Regions from separate parts of the Sus scrofa genome. Here all the other regions are linked to region 3. A link is a contact called in public HiChIP or PLAC-seq data. All regions are on one chromosome and are shown on one strand. Each heading gives the region's core, a stretch centred on a gene start, on an enhancer-like site or on the middle of the called end of the contact. The rest is flanking DNA. Distances are from core to core; before and after follow the strand shown.

Region 1 (4,802 bases), core at 2,004-4,503, 250 kb after region 3:
TCCCGCAGATAGAAGGGGGGCTTCCTGTTATGGCAGAGGTCCTGCCCAGCAGGGAAGGGTGAGTTACAAAGTTCTGTTCATCTTGCTGGCCTCACACCATCCTCGTCCTGACCACGTGACGCTGAGTTTCCAGCGAAGACTATGGAAGAGCCAGAAACACCTGCACCCTTGTGTGCTTGGCTTTGGCCGTGACCATGGAAGCTGGTGACAGCCAATGCAAGGAAATCCCCCTGCTGCTGTTTGCCCCGAGTGGATAGGACCTTCAGTGGAGGAGAGGAAGCTGTCCTAAACTGGAATGTGGTAACATGGTCCCACCCTTCAGGGGACCCTGGAGTCATTTGGCCGAAGAGGGGGGTGTGTACGCTTACATGGAGAGGTTGCCCCCTCATTCATGTCCCCTCCTCAGCGTGGCCCTGTGACCCCCCTCTGCAGATGGCCCCTCTGCCCACCAACATCTGATGGATCTGCCCCAAATGACAGAAGGACAGTAGGGCTGGACACCCAGCTCCTTGACCTTTTTAGAACTTGGTCCAAGATGTAACGGCCGAGCCCCTGTTGGCAAGATGGACCCTAAACAGGAGAGAATTACAAGCCCACATGAAGGGCCCCGGGGAAGTCGGATGAGAGAACCTCCACCGCCAAGTTCCGCCGATTTCACAAGTTTGTTACCAACCCCACAAGTGTTCAGTTGCTTAAAAACGATTTAATTTTTGCAATCTCCCAGAGAGAGGGTGCCCCAAATGAAAACTGATGTTTGAAAAATAGAAGCAATGGGAGATGAAAGAAGGTTCTTCTCCAAGGAGGAAAACAAGCTGGGGGGTGGGGAGGCAGCGGGGGAAGGCATGCAGTCCAGTGTCCAAACAAAGAGAGCCCTTAGCACTAGCTCTTAAGCCATGAGCTGCTTGGGCGATGGAGGCAAGAACCCATTAAATTGCTAGCAGGGCCACCTTCTTGCAGCTCACCTGGGACTCTGTCATCAGAACTGGGGGTGGGAGTGGGGAGGGGGAGGCCCCCGTTGTGGGGGAGAAGGCAGGGAGCTTCGACCTCAGACAGGCCTGGGTTTGGGTGGGAGCTCAGTTGCTCACTTACCTCGTGGCTCTGACTCGACTGTGAAGGGAAGAAGATTGGCTGGGACTGGGCACCGTGGGGAGGCTGCGGTGAAACGGCTGTGCCGATCACAGCCAGGGCCCCTGGGACTTCCATCATGGCCCTTACGCTTCCCGTCATCTTTCACGTCAGTACTGCTGGCCTCAATCTTGTCATCAAGACAGCCTTCTTAAGGAAGAGGTCCTCTACAGGCCAGGACCCCATGACCTCATCCAGTTCTCACGAGGCCAGAGGGCAAAGGGACCGCCTGCATGAAGGTTTGGGTGCAAACACTCTGCCCAGCCCAGGAGCGGATTCAGCACCAGCATCCCCGGACACACGGCCCCAACTGAGGGCACAGCTGCGGTGTCTGTGTGACCTTGAGCCTGTCCCTCCCCTGCACCTTTCACACCACTGGACAAGCAGTGAGCAGGATGCAAGGGTTCATGTTTATCGCTGGGACCAGAGTGCCCAGAGGGGAGGTGCCCGCATCCTGGTGAGAAGGTCAGCACTGGTAGCCACGGAGAGGCCGCCATTGATGCACAGGTGCCGGGAGGTTTGTGCCAGGGCCACTCCTTTCCAACTGCTTTGCTTCTTTGAAACGCTGAGGGCACATAACCTGGCCCCACTTTTTTTTTTTTTTTAAACCTGGCTCCACATTTTGCAGCTGGGCACCAGCAGGCTGTGTTCACAGAGTCACTTTTGACATCTTCCAGTTGCCTGGCTGCCTGACATCATGCCAGTCACCCGGGCTTCCCCAGCACCAGCCCAACACCCAGGCAGTTCTGGTTGTTTTCCAAAGGGATGTCCCCACCCTGTAGGGGTGGCCACAGTCAGCTGAGCCGTGGGCTCCGGGGGGCGGGCTCGGCAGCGGTGGCTGCACATGGTTCCTAAAGGGTAGGGAAACCAGGGGGCTCCGGGTCTCTGGAGAGGAACCGAGGCACTTCCCAGGTGGAGCGCTAGGCATGCTGACTTTCCATTCAGGCAGCAGTAAGATGGCTGCAGGGAGGCACGATTTAGGCTGTGGTCAATAACACGGAGCATCACCCAATTCTTCAAGCAGTTGCAAACCATATGTGGCTGTAAGGGTCTCAGGAATCTGTTTCTGTTTACTAAGTGCTCTCCCCAGGGTGGAGGGGCAGGGGCGTGGGTTAAGATGCTACATTCACCCCCAGGTATGGGGGGTACATAAACTTGGGTGATGCCCCTCAGTTCCAGAAAAGGAAGAGAGCACGGTACACACACCCTGTAGGCCAATCAGCCTGCCTGGCCATTGAGAATCTGATGACTTCAAATATCAAACCGTTTTGTGCAGAGTGGAGACCAAGAGAAAGAGGAGCCACCTGGACAGTGGCGAGAGCAAGCATGGTACCCAGATTTGTTTTAAGAGCTTGATGTGTGTTAACTTGTCTTATCTTCATAACAACACTCCAAGGTAAGTGCTATCTTTTCTTCTTTTTTTGTTTTTTGGGCCACACGTACAGCATGCAGAAGTTCCCAGGCTAGGGTTCAAATTGGAAGTGCACCTGCCTGCTTACACCACAGCCGCAGCAACCCAGGATTTGAGTATGTCTGCGACCTACACCACAGCTCACAGCAATGCTGGATCCTTAACCCACTGAGTGAGGCCAGGGATCGAACCCCTATCCTCATGGATACTAGTCGATTCGTTTCCACTGAGCCACAGTGGGAACTTCGGTAAGTGCTATCTGACCTCTGCTTTATAATGAGGAAACTGAGGCTGGTTAGAGAACACACCCAAGGTGACACAGCTCATGAGTGATGCCGCTGGGTTGGGAACACTTAAGGTGGTCCATAGTGGGAACACTTCTGACTTCGGGGACGATGTGTGTGATCTGGACACCAATTTGGATAAATACAGGACATCTTGCAAAGCCAAGAAGGAGGAATCTAAAGATGTCAGAAGCTGCCCTTCAGCTGAGGGAAAGGGAAATGCGGATGAATGAGATGTGCCAGGTTTCGAAGCTGCTTATCTCCCAGGAATCCTCTCTCCAGGTCTGAGTGGATGCTCTGAGATCTTCTTACGCCACCAGAATGAAGCTCACAAGTGCTGCAAAGATACAGCCACCCCCGAGCACTGTCCCTAGCCCCGTTGTGCAAGGGCCTCTTCCAGTGTACTGTGGCGGTCACTTTTGTGGTCACAGTTTCCAACTGCAAACAGAAGAGGAAACCACGTCAGGAAGAAGCACATTTTACAACCCCATGTTCAAGGGCGTAGGGGACCCTGATGCAGACAGAGCCTCGGAAGGCCTGGAAGGCTAGGGTGGGGCTGTTTCCGCAAAGGATGCGGTGTGTTGTGGGTGGGGGTGGCTCTGGGAGAACTAGGGGGAGGGCTGGCAAGGAGCAAAAGAGCGAGGGGGTGCCGAGGGGTGGGGGTGCCCTAGAAGCTGAACCCCGCTCTGAAGAGTCAGGCGCTTCCTTCCTCAGAGCCGGCCTCGAACCTGTGGAGTAATTCTGGAAAACTCCCAGGGCCATTTCCCAGGCCCTCTCTCTGGGCCTCCGCCAGCCTGAGGCCAGTGCCGAAGCATGTCGCCCCTTCAGCAGGTGACCCTCTGTCCCCCTGATGAAGTGGGCCAGGCTTTATCCCCGCAGGGCACAACAGGAGCCTTCTGTGGGATTCCTGCCTCTGCTGGGGCTGGTTCACCAAGGAATCTGCTGTGTATCTTGACTTGAGGCAGCAGGCATGTCAGGGGCAGATGGACAGGGATGCATCTGGGCCCTCGTGGAGCCAACAATGCTCTGAGATGATACCTGGTAGATTTGGGGGGTGGAGGGAGGCACTCTGATTAGAAGGCAGAAGTCTTAGTTTGGTCCCCAGCTCTGCAACTTGCAAGCTGAGACCAGGAGCACTCTGTCCTCAGAAAAACGAGGAAGATCGTGCCCATTCCACAGGAGTGTGTGGGTGTGACACGCACAGTTGATTCATTGATTCACCAAGTGTTTGAGCACCCTCTGTACCTGGAGCTCTGGCAGTGAAAGGGTTTGGGAATCAGAAGAGCACCCCACTGGCTGGAAGGGGGAAGGGGTGCTTGTCTCAGGAGCAGGGCTCCTGGGGTGACAGTGGGCAGAGGAGATGGCCTCCAGGGACATCTGCCTTAGCAGTGAGATGTGCACTCATTGGGGGCCTCCCACATCCAGGAAGTGCCAGGGAGTGTCCACACCTGGAGCCACCGCTCACCTGGCCATCAGGTGGCTCCCTGCTACCAGCTCCTGTGATGGCAGATGGTACCCTGTCTCTCAGCCTGGGCAGAAGGAGAGGCGAAAAACCCTGCCTGATCCAGCTCTTGTCCCAGAAGCCAGAGCCCCCAGCCCCGGTGAGGCCCCTGCCAGCAGTGGGTCCACTGTGCCAGCCCACCAGTTGGCTCAGAAGCAACCTGGCTGCATCAGTGTGCCTCACAGTGCTGATACGATGCTACAGGAAACCCACAGCTGCGGTTCAAGACAACCTCAGCAGAAAGCTGCCTGGTCTGGGAACTTACTGCTGGCCTGGATGCCACCTCAGAGACTGCCACCTTCTCAGGCTCCCGGTGGACCAGTGGGTGCTTGAGGATATGCTGGTAATTCAGAAACTGATGGAGATCTTCACTCTGGCCAGCACTGGCTCTCTCTCTCCCCCCTGTCTCGCTCGGCCCTATGGCATGGCTGACCAGGCACCTTCAGATGACCTGGCCTGCGACTCCTCAGAGGCCACCTCT
Region 2 (4,783 bases), core at 1,521-4,020, 150 kb after region 3:
CAAGACATGGTCCTTGCCCTTAGAGGTGTCCTAGTTTTGGGGGACATGACAGATAAGAAACAGATACTTTCAGTTAAACGTGCCCCGTGAGGTGGTAGAGCAGGGGTGCTGTGGGCCAGAGCTTAAGGACGTGGCTGGAAGCCTGTCATGTGGAGAGCGGGAGGCCAGGGATGGGAGGGTAGGCAGCAGCAAGAGCTTGTGCTTTTTCCTGAGGGCAGTGGAGGGAGGCACGGGAGCCAGGGTGGACCTGGGACGGGGCAGGGCAGGCGGGATGGGAGGAACAGAGGAGGCAGATGGACAGTGGGGGTGGAAAAGGAAGGGGTTGTTAGCTGGGGTAGAAGCGGCTGGCTACACTCAGGAACCACAGGGTAGGAGATGCTCAGAGGTCTCAAGGTCTACCTGGAAACTCTTGAACTTGGTGAGAGGCGATAGAAGCTGGTGCTGGGAAGGAACTAGAAGAGGAGATGGGCCCCCAGCTCTTGGGGTGGCGCGCCCTGGCTCTTCCTGGTGGAAAGGCAGTCGGTGCAGCCAGAGGCCTCTCTCTTTGAAATCAGTCTATTGATTCTTTGCGTTTACATAAAAAGAGAATGCAATTCCCCAAGCCTCCCAAAGATCCCTGCAGCTAACACTTTGGAAGTAGTTGTCAAGTCGTTTTTCCTGCCTTGCTGTAACCACACCTTGTTTGCTGTCAGTGCTGCAGTGAGCATCTGCTGTGTCTCTTTTTCTTTCTATTAAATTTATCCTGGTTCTTACAAATGTTCATGTTTTTACATATATTTCATGAAAAGGCCCACTTCCTTGCTTTTTTTCCTCCTTAATAGCAAACTTTGAAAACGTAGATAGCTTCTCTTTTTCCTCTTTCTCCTTCCTCTCCTGTTTTCCTTCCTTCCTTTCTTTTCCTAATACTTTCTAGCTTCTTCCAGCTTACCTTCATTTCAAGCCTCCTTTTCCCAAGGCAGGAAGGGACATCTCTTTCAAATCTGCCAGTATCTTTGTAAGACCTACAGCAGAGGATTTCTCAAAGCCAAACTCTGAGAAGTTCTGAGGTTCCTACTGGCCAGAGGGAAGATTTCTGGTCGCTGGTGGCAAGTCTCAGTGGCAAGGGCTGGGGCTGATGGCTGATAACTCCAAACCAGGGACAGCTGTCAGGATTGAAAGGAGAGGAAGGTGAGATAGCCAAGGCATGGAAAGCCATTTCCTGGATTTTTCAAGACCATAGAGTCTCAGAGAGGGGGGAATATGACATATTCTATTTTTAAAAAGTTTTATTGCAGTGTAGTTGATTTGCAGTGTGGTGTTAGTTTCAGGTATGTGGCAGAGTGATTCATTTCTACACATATATCTATTCTTTTTAGATTCTTTTCCATGATAGGTTATTATAAGATATTGAGTCTAGTTCCCTGTGTTCCACAGTAGGTCCTTGTTAGTGACATATTCTGTTTCAAGACAGACATGTTGTCTGTCAGCTATGCCATGGGCCCACACTTAGAAAGAGATGTTTTAATATTATATAGTGTTTACAGCAGTGTTTCATAAGAACTGGTTTGCCTTTGCTTTGCTCGGTCCCATTCACAGGTAGGTGTACACAGCCTCGCTCTCTCTCTCTCCCCTAACCCAGTGAAATTTCCAAAAGAACCTTTGTTCAGTCATCATGATCACAAGCTCTCTTTGTCCTGTGTGCCTTTCACTGACCCCAGCCCTTGTATGTTTCTCACCACACTGCCAGGAGGTACCTGCTGTCATCACTCACAGACAGGTTACCTCACCTGTCCAAGGTCACACCACCAGTGTGTGTCAGAGCCTGGACTTAAACCCAGGTCACCTGATCCAAACCCATCCTTTGCGCCAGAAGACCATTCTAACGATTTCTCTGTTACACATTTTTCACTTTGTAGTTTTTCAAATAGAGGCTAGGCTTCCAGTGGGATGTTATTACAGGAAAACATGTGATGTGCAAAGCTCTTTCAACTGGAACACAGATTATGTACTAAGACTCTAAATTTTTTGCCGTTCAAGTTGTGGGTGACTGCTTTTTCCGGCCAGGTGTGGAGCAACTTGGGAAAGCTCCTTGCCTTTTCCTGACCCATCCAGAGATCTGCTTAGAGCTTTGCCTGAGTAGGACAGTCTGGCCTCAGGGATGTCAAGGCCTTGGGTCCATCTCACATCATGACCCAGGGCCGCAGAGCCCAGGGCAGTGTGTCTCCTGTACCCAGAAGGCTGCCCAGCCCTCTGCGTCTGTCTCCATGTGTCAGTCACGCTCCCAGCCCCCGCACCGCTGTTCCTATCTCTTCATTGACCGGCAGATGAAGGTGTATATAGAACAGGGAACTTTGTTGGGAAGAAGAAGTCACCTGTGTTGATTCCTAAAGATCCCTCTGTGTGCCTCCCTCCTGTGAGACCCTGGAAGGACTTTCATGTGGTGTCACAGCCCTGCCTGAAGTCCACCCCCACCACCAGCTCCACCACCCCGCACCATCCTGCCGCTGGCCACACGCTTCCTGCCCCAAATACCAAGGTTTTCATTTGACCATGATATAACGAGCTGCATAAAATTAAAAACAGGCAAATACCCTCTTATTTACAGTCACTCTATTTTTTGAAGTCATCACGAAAACCTGTCCTTAACAATGTCAAGCTCCAGATCGCCCAGGAGTCACTCCAGGCACCAAGCACAACATAAATCAGCTCGCAGTCCCAGAGCTCGCTTGCCCTCACGCTGTCCCCAGCCCAGATGGGTTTTTCCATCACATGCTTTTTCTGCAACAGGGTGCTGGGGCAGAGGAAAGGCTCACTTCCCTTTCCCCAAATTGGTATATTTACCAATACCTCCAAGTAAGCAACCAGGCTTCAGAGGAATGCTTGTTTGCAGTAGCAGGAGCCAGGCGCTGGGATTCAGACTCCTGAGTGCCCTTGGCCCTGAGCTTGGGCTGTGGCCGAGGCTCAGTGTGTGAATACACTAACAGATCCTTCCTGCCCCACTCTCATATCCCCGTCTGGGTGGACAACCCTGGCTCTTATGGGCTGAATCGTGCACACCCCATCATTCACCTTGAAGTCCTAATCCCCAGCACCTCAGACTGTGACTGTGCTTGGAGATGGGGCCTTTAAGGAGGTGATTAAGGCTAAATGAGGTCTTAAGGGTAGGGATCTCATAAGATAAGAAGAGGAAGAGAGAGACACCAGGAGCGTATAGGACTGGAGGAAAAGCCACATGAGGTCACAGCGAGACGGCGGCCATCTGCAAGCTGAGGTGAGAGGCCTTGGGAGAAATCAAACCTGCTGATACCCTGATCTTGGAATTTTAACCTGTTTTTTGAAAATACAATTCATTTCATAATTTGGGTACTTACTAGTTTTTTTTTTTTTCTTAAATATATACCACAATCCATATCTCAGGAGATTATGGATAACAAACCTCAGTATGATTTCCTAACATGTTTCAGATTGGTTTTTTTTTGTTGTTGTTGTTCTAAATTACCTATCCCTACAGTCACTCTTTTGTACTTGTTGAGTATAGATTTAATTATTGTCATATGCAGTGGGTCTCTGCTTTTTATCAAGTTTTATTCAAGGAAAGTTTATGACAAAGTGAATTGCCTTGAAATAGATTATATTTTACCATAGGAACAGCGATGTAATTAAAAGTTTTATTCTTGATTTAACATCACATGAATTCTAGATATGACCATAATATGTCAGAAAAGTAAAAACACAGCTGTTTTAAACCTTTTTAATTGATTGCAAGAGTCAAAATAATGCCCAAGCCCTTTAAAGTGGGGTTAAGTAGACTATATATGTTTTGTAATAAAAAGGGCTGTGTGTGTATAAAATGTAAAAATTCAGGGAGTTCCCACTGAGGCTCAGCCAGTTAAGAATGTGACTAATAGCCATGAAGATGTGGGTTCGATTCCTGGCCCCACTCAGTGGGTTAAGTAGCCAGTGTTGCTGCACACTATAGTGTAGGTCTCAAATGCGACATAGATCCACTGTTGCTCTGGCTGTGGTGTAGGCCTCAGCCGCAGCTCTAATTCAACCCCTAACCTGGGAACTGCCATACGCCGCAGATGTGGCCCTAAAAAGATCAAGTAAATAAATAAAAATAAAATAATAAAAATTCCCTGTTTTTTCACCTTTTCCTTGACAGTCCAGTTTACACACTGGCATAAATTAATTTTAATAATGGATACTCCAAGTTGACAGGCCTTTACGAGTAACCCTTCTCTTATAGGAATGGGTTGAAATCCTTGAGTGGAAGTTGCCCACTGGGAGCCTCCGCCACCTCCGACTTCCCTCTCCTCCCCTTCCCAGCCTTAGCTCACTGTTCAGCCTGCTGGTCAGGAGCCCCCCTGGGTCCTTCACAAACACTCCCCTCCCTCCACCCCATCTTCCTGCTTCAGTGCCTTGTTCTCTGCCTGCTCAACCCTTGCCCATCTCTCCACCCACATAAACCCCTTTCCTCCTTAGGGGCTCTGCCCCAGTTCCTGTGCCTCCCAGACCCACACAGCAAGCCCCTACTGAGCCTGAGTACCCATATAGGACCCCAGAGGGCAGCTGGCAGGCCATCTTGCACCTCACTGGGGCATCACTCTGCTGTTGCTGCTGTGTTGTGCCACCCTGGCTGGATAGTCTGCTCCCTTCACCACTGTGCATCAGTAAAGGAGAGACACCAGCTTTTGCTGAGGGCCTACTATGTGCCAGGCACCATGGCTGGCATTCTTACATATGTCCCCTCATTGAATCCCTACAACCATGTTATGTGGCAGAAATTAGTATTTCCATTAAC
Region 3 (5,055 bases), core at 2,362-4,861:
TTAAGGATCCTGTGTTGCTGTGGCTGTGGCATTGCAGCTCTGATTCGACCCCTAGCCTGGGAATTTCCATGTACGGCATGTGTGGCTGTAAAAAGCCAAAAAAAAAAAAAAAAAAAAAAAAACACAAAAAAAAAAAAAAAAAAAAGACAATAGAAACATCAGTATATCAGTGTTTCATTTACTTCTTCTTTTTTGTGGGACCCATTGCCAAGAGTGAGATGCCAAGTTGTCTGTAGTTGGCTGCTCTCTGAAGTGCTGAGAAACATCCAGATGTACAGGACACCCACCAGCTACAGGCTTAGCTGGGAATGTGACATAAATTTATCTTTCCATTTTTTTAATTTTGAAAGTTGTCGAGCCTATAGAAAAGTTGAATGAATACTATACCATTCAAGGACATCTTATGACTTTCACCTAGATTCTCTGATTGTTAATGTTTTACTATATATACTTTCTCTCTCTATGTATATGTGTGTGTGTGTGTGTGTGTGTAATATCTGTGAGAATGTACACACACATGTCAAACATGTGAAAGTCAAGTGTAGACCTCATAACCCCCCACCCTAAATGCTTCAGTATGTATCTTTTAAGAACAAAAACATTGTCCTTTATAATCCCAATGCTATGATCCCACCCAATAATAAGAACATTGATATGTTAAAGGAAAATTTTCACAAAGGTAAAAGGATTACGCTTATCCAAATACAAAATGAACGTATGCTTAAGATTTCACTTAAGTCATGCTCAGCAAGGGAGCGGTTAAGCGGTCACAACCTGTTCAAAAGGGAATCCAGAGAAGATCTGTAGATGAGCAAGGCTGAAAGGAATGAGCAAATGGAGGCAAAGCTGGCATCTTCACATTTCTGGGCAAGGATTATTTCCCCTTGCTCTCCATTATCTCCATTATCAATGGCTGTGAAATAACTCAGAAGCAATGAAAACCACAGAGCCCCTATCTCGTCAGAATTAGATGACCCTGAGGGTTGTGCTCCAGACCAAAGTGGGCCAACTTTTTCTCTCAAGGGCCAAACAGTAAATATTTTAGGTTGCAAGCCACGTGGCCTTTGTTACAACTCCTCAGCTCTACTGTTGAACAAGAAAGTAACCCTAGAGAATGAATGAGGGTGGCTTTGTGCTAATAAAACTTTATTTATAAAGCCAAGTGGCGGGCCTGTTCTAAAGAAAGCAGTTTCCCCCTGAAGCACAAATTTCTCTAACAGATTTACAAATAAGATACTCTTATGAGTTGAATTGTTTCTCCTCAAGATTCCCATGTCAGAATGGGACTGTATTTGGAGATGGAGTTTTTAAAGAGCAGATTAAAATGAGGTCATTAGGATGGACCTTCGTCCAATACAATGGTGGCCCCATAAGAAAAGGAGATTTGGGAGTTCCCATGGTGGCTCAGTGGTAACGAATCTGGCTAGTATCTGTGAGGATGCAGGTTGGATCCCTGGCCTCTCTCAGTGGGTTATGGATTCATTCAGCATTGTTGTGAGCTGTGGTGTAGGTTGCGGACTCGGCTTGGATCCTGCGTTGCTATGGCTGTGGTGTAGCCTGCAGCTTCAGCTCCAATTTGACCCTTAGCTTGGGAACCTCCGTATGCCCTAAAAAGCCAAAAATAAAATAAATAAAAAATTTTAAAAAAAGAAAGAAACGGGGATTTGAACACAGACACACAAAGAGGAAGGACCACGTGAACATATAGGGAGAAGAGAAGCCAGGGAGAGGAGCCTCCGAAGAAATTGTGAGAAAATACATCCTGGCTGTTTATGTCACCGGTGTGTGATGCTTTGTTATGGCAGCCAAAACACAATCACCACAAATGTCTTTCACTTTTGAAAAGATGGCTATTTAATCATGGGTCAAGGGAGTACGATAGATCAATATCTCACTAAAGTCACTTTGTCAAGTGTGCTTACTTCAAGAAGCACTTGAAAGTGGGGGTGGAGGAAAGGTTTCGACGTTGAACGACTTTGGAAACTATAACAAACCCTCGTTCCTTCTTAATACCCTCTATAATCTCGGTATGTCAAAGCGCTTGAGAGGTCCCACAGTAACACCTGTCTTAACTGGCTGGGTGTGACTCGGTTTCGAAAACTTGGAGGGACTTTTTTTTTTTTTTTAAGATAGAATTCTGAATAGGTAAGTCAGTATTCTTGGAATATGCTTTGGGAACACTCGTGTGAGCCGAAAATGAAGCAGCTGTTCTGAGAATGTGCAGATGCCATGAAGCAACCTTGAAAGAGCGTAGGATTCAGAAGGCTGGAGAAGAGAACCTAAGAGGTTTCCAGGCTCTCATGCCCAAACCTGTGCCATCATGACCTGGACAGGAGGACATAGGAGGCTGGTTGGGGCTGGAGCTAAGGGCTCCTGGTGCTGTCCCAGAGGACCATCATTACCTCCGAGGAGAGCCCGAGTCCTCGAATTTCCTATTGCAGAATAAGGAGCGGAATTTAGAAAAGCTGGCTCTTGGTGTCTTCCTTTCAGACCCCCCGGTGATCAGTCCCCTCCTCAGCAGAACAGAAAGCTCACAATAGAATGTAAAATGGTGCAGCCACTATGGAAAACCGTGTGGAGGTTCCCAAAAAACTAAACATAGAGTCGCTGTATGATCCAGTAATCCCACTCCTGGGCATCTATCTGGACAAAACTATGATTTGAAAAGATAATGCACCCCTATATTCATAGCAGCGCTATTCTCAGTAGCCAAGACTTGGAAGCAACCTAAATGTCCATCAGCAGAGGACACATATCTACAATGGAATATGACTCAGCCATAAAAAAGAAGGAAAGAATGCCTTTTGTAGCAACATGGATGGATATAAAGATTATCATACTTTGTGAAGTTAGACAGTGAAAAAACAAATATCATATAATATAACTTTTATGTGGAATATAAAATATCACACAAATGAATTTATCTATGAAACAGAAACCGACCCACAGACATAGAGAATCAACTTGTGGTTGCCAAGGGGAAGGAGGGCTGAGGGAGGGATGGAGTAGGAGAGTGGGGTTAGCAGATGCAAACTATTCTAGATAGAATGGATAAACAAGGTCCTGCTGTACAGCGTGGGGAACTAGGTTCAATATCCTGTGATCAAACACAATGAAAAAGAATATATATGTATAACTGAATCACTGTGCTGAACAGCAGAAATTAACACAACATTGTGAATCATCTACACTCCAATAAAATAAATTAAGCAATGAGATCCTGCTGTATAGCATAGGGAACTATACATAGTCACTTATGATGGAACATCATGGAGGATAATATGAGAAAAAGAATATATATATATGGATGACTGGATCTCTTTGTTGTACAATAGAAATGGACAGAACACTGTAAACCAATCATAATGGAAAAAATAAAAATCATTAAAAAGTAAATAAAAAGATTAAAAAAAAAAAAAAAAAAAAAGCAGCTCCAGAATACTAGCCTATTAAATTCTGCAAATCAATGGAGTCAAAGGCCGGAGAGAGCGCGCAATATCAGCTTCAGGCCACCAGATGGCGCGCGGCATCCACAGTGCTTCTGCGCCGGCCTCTGGTTGGTCCCCGCGCTGGCCCAGGGCCCAGAGAAAACGTGTTGTGCGGCTCCTCTTAGGGGAGCGCCCTGTACGGGTTTTTTTCCCCTTACACTTTAGAAAACCTGTGTATAGAAGAGCATGTGAAACACCACACTGCACAGCTGTGCTCTTCCTGTGCTGTCCTTCCAGGGGACACGTCAGCAGCATTTTCCCCTTGTCTGGAGAGTTTCAAAGCCCAGTTTCTTCTTGCATTTTTGTTCTCCCTGGATCTTGAAGTCTGTAGGACTTAGCTTCCATTTTGAAACCCACAATCCTGCTGAAATAGAATCGCTTGGAAAAAAATATCCCAAGGATTGTTTATTAGGTCAGGCAACCACATTTCTGGCACGGAAAGGAACTCTGCAGACACTTTGTTACTCTGGTATTCTGACAGCTAACACAGTGGGGTGTAAAATTTTTACGTAATCCCAAACCTCAGCCCTGAAGAGTTAATGATGTTACTCATGCCACTGGGGCATGAAAGAAAGACTCGCATTTTTGGGCGGTTACTGCTTGCCCAGCGTGGTGCAGTGAGCCATGAGGCTGAAGGCCAAGGGACTCTGGCCACCCAGGCAGTGAAATAATTCCCCAGAAATGCACTGCCTGGAGTGGAAATGCTAGGAAAGGGAACATTCATTCCAGGGCATTATGGACGGTCATTCAGTCTGAAGTTTGCTCGCCTCTCAACATGGCCAATCTCACACTTGGGACATATTACATAGATACCAGGAAATGATGGAAATCAAGCAGTGGTCAAGGCTGGGTTGTAAGCAGTGAACTCTTTCCTTCTTTTCAGTTCCAATAAGATGAATAATGAATAACCTAGTTTTTGAATGGAAAGCACATTTCAATAGATGGGTGATGCTTTCAGAAAGGCCTTTGAGAGTTTCCGTTTATTTCCTTCTTTCTTTCTCTTTCAGAAGTAGGGCCCTGGAGTGGAAGACAGAAGCGATATTCCAATAGTTGAGGGCCTACATTTTTTACCCATTCAGAGACTTGTGTGAATAAAGAAAAGCAGACTCTAATATCTACCTTGGCACCTACTATTTGCTAGGCCTTCTGTTGTATGTTTTAAAAGTACTTTATTATTTCATCTTCCTGACAATTTAGTGGTTGGCACTGGCCCAGGTTTTCAGATGAGAAACCTCAGTTCAGAGAGGTTAAGGAGCTTGCCTGAAGTCACACAGCCAGTAAATGTGAGAACTAGGAGACAGACCCAGTTATGCCTGACTTCAAAGCCTGGTTTGTTCTCTTTCACCAAGGCATGTCATGGACTCACAGAACCTTCGAGACGAGAGGGATTTGGGAATTTATTTATTTATTTATTTATTTATTTATTTATTTTTGGCCGCCACCCCCCCCCCCCCCCCCGCATGTGAAAGCTCCCTGGCCAGGGATTGAACCCACATCACAGCAGCAACCCAAGCAGCTGCAGTGACAATGCCAGGTCCTTAACCCACTGAGCCATAGAGGAACTCCT

The links. HiChIP or PLAC-seq counts read pairs in DNA pulled down with a chosen protein or histone mark.
Region 1: a contact with region 3 is called in an H3K27ac HiChIP or PLAC-seq map of alveolar macrophages. The contact joins two enhancer-like sites. A contact is called at or near these places in 1 of 47 Hi-C or Micro-C datasets (embryonic fibroblasts) and 2 of 2 datasets of contacts at active chromatin or transcription factors (alveolar macrophages and skeletal muscle).
Region 2: a contact with region 3 is called in an H3K27ac HiChIP or PLAC-seq map of alveolar macrophages. The contact joins two enhancer-like sites. A contact is called at or near these places in 2 of 2 datasets of contacts at active chromatin or transcription factors (alveolar macrophages and skeletal muscle).

Annotation. Positions count from the first base shown.
Region 1 is chr14:56,395,737-56,400,538 of Sscrofa11.1, reverse strand. It overlaps LOC106505999 (a long non-coding RNA gene), which reads left to right. Exons shown (of 3, transcript XR_002338582.1): 3 at 2,402-2,631. Among named protein-coding and RNA genes, the nearest start is that of IRF2BP2, 150 kb to the left of the region's middle. Within about 2 kb of position 3,253, at least 10 of the 83 cell types and tissues checked have an H3K27ac peak or open chromatin away from gene starts, as enhancers often do. A contact at or near this core is called in alveolar macrophages, where this site is marked.
Region 2 is chr14:56,493,123-56,497,905 of Sscrofa11.1, reverse strand. The region is part of intron 4 of LOC102158473 (a long non-coding RNA gene); the gene reads left to right. Among named protein-coding and RNA genes, the nearest start is that of IRF2BP2, 50 kb to the left of the region's middle. Within about 2 kb of position 2,770, at least 11 of the 83 cell types and tissues checked have an H3K27ac peak or open chromatin away from gene starts, as enhancers often do. A contact at or near this core is called in alveolar macrophages, where this site is marked.
Region 3 is chr14:56,645,782-56,650,836 of Sscrofa11.1, reverse strand. No RefSeq gene overlaps it. Among named protein-coding and RNA genes, the nearest start is that of TARBP1, 21 kb to the left of the region's middle. Within about 2 kb of position 3,611, at least 49 of the 83 cell types and tissues checked have an H3K27ac peak or open chromatin away from gene starts, as enhancers often do. A contact at or near this core is called in alveolar macrophages, where this site is marked.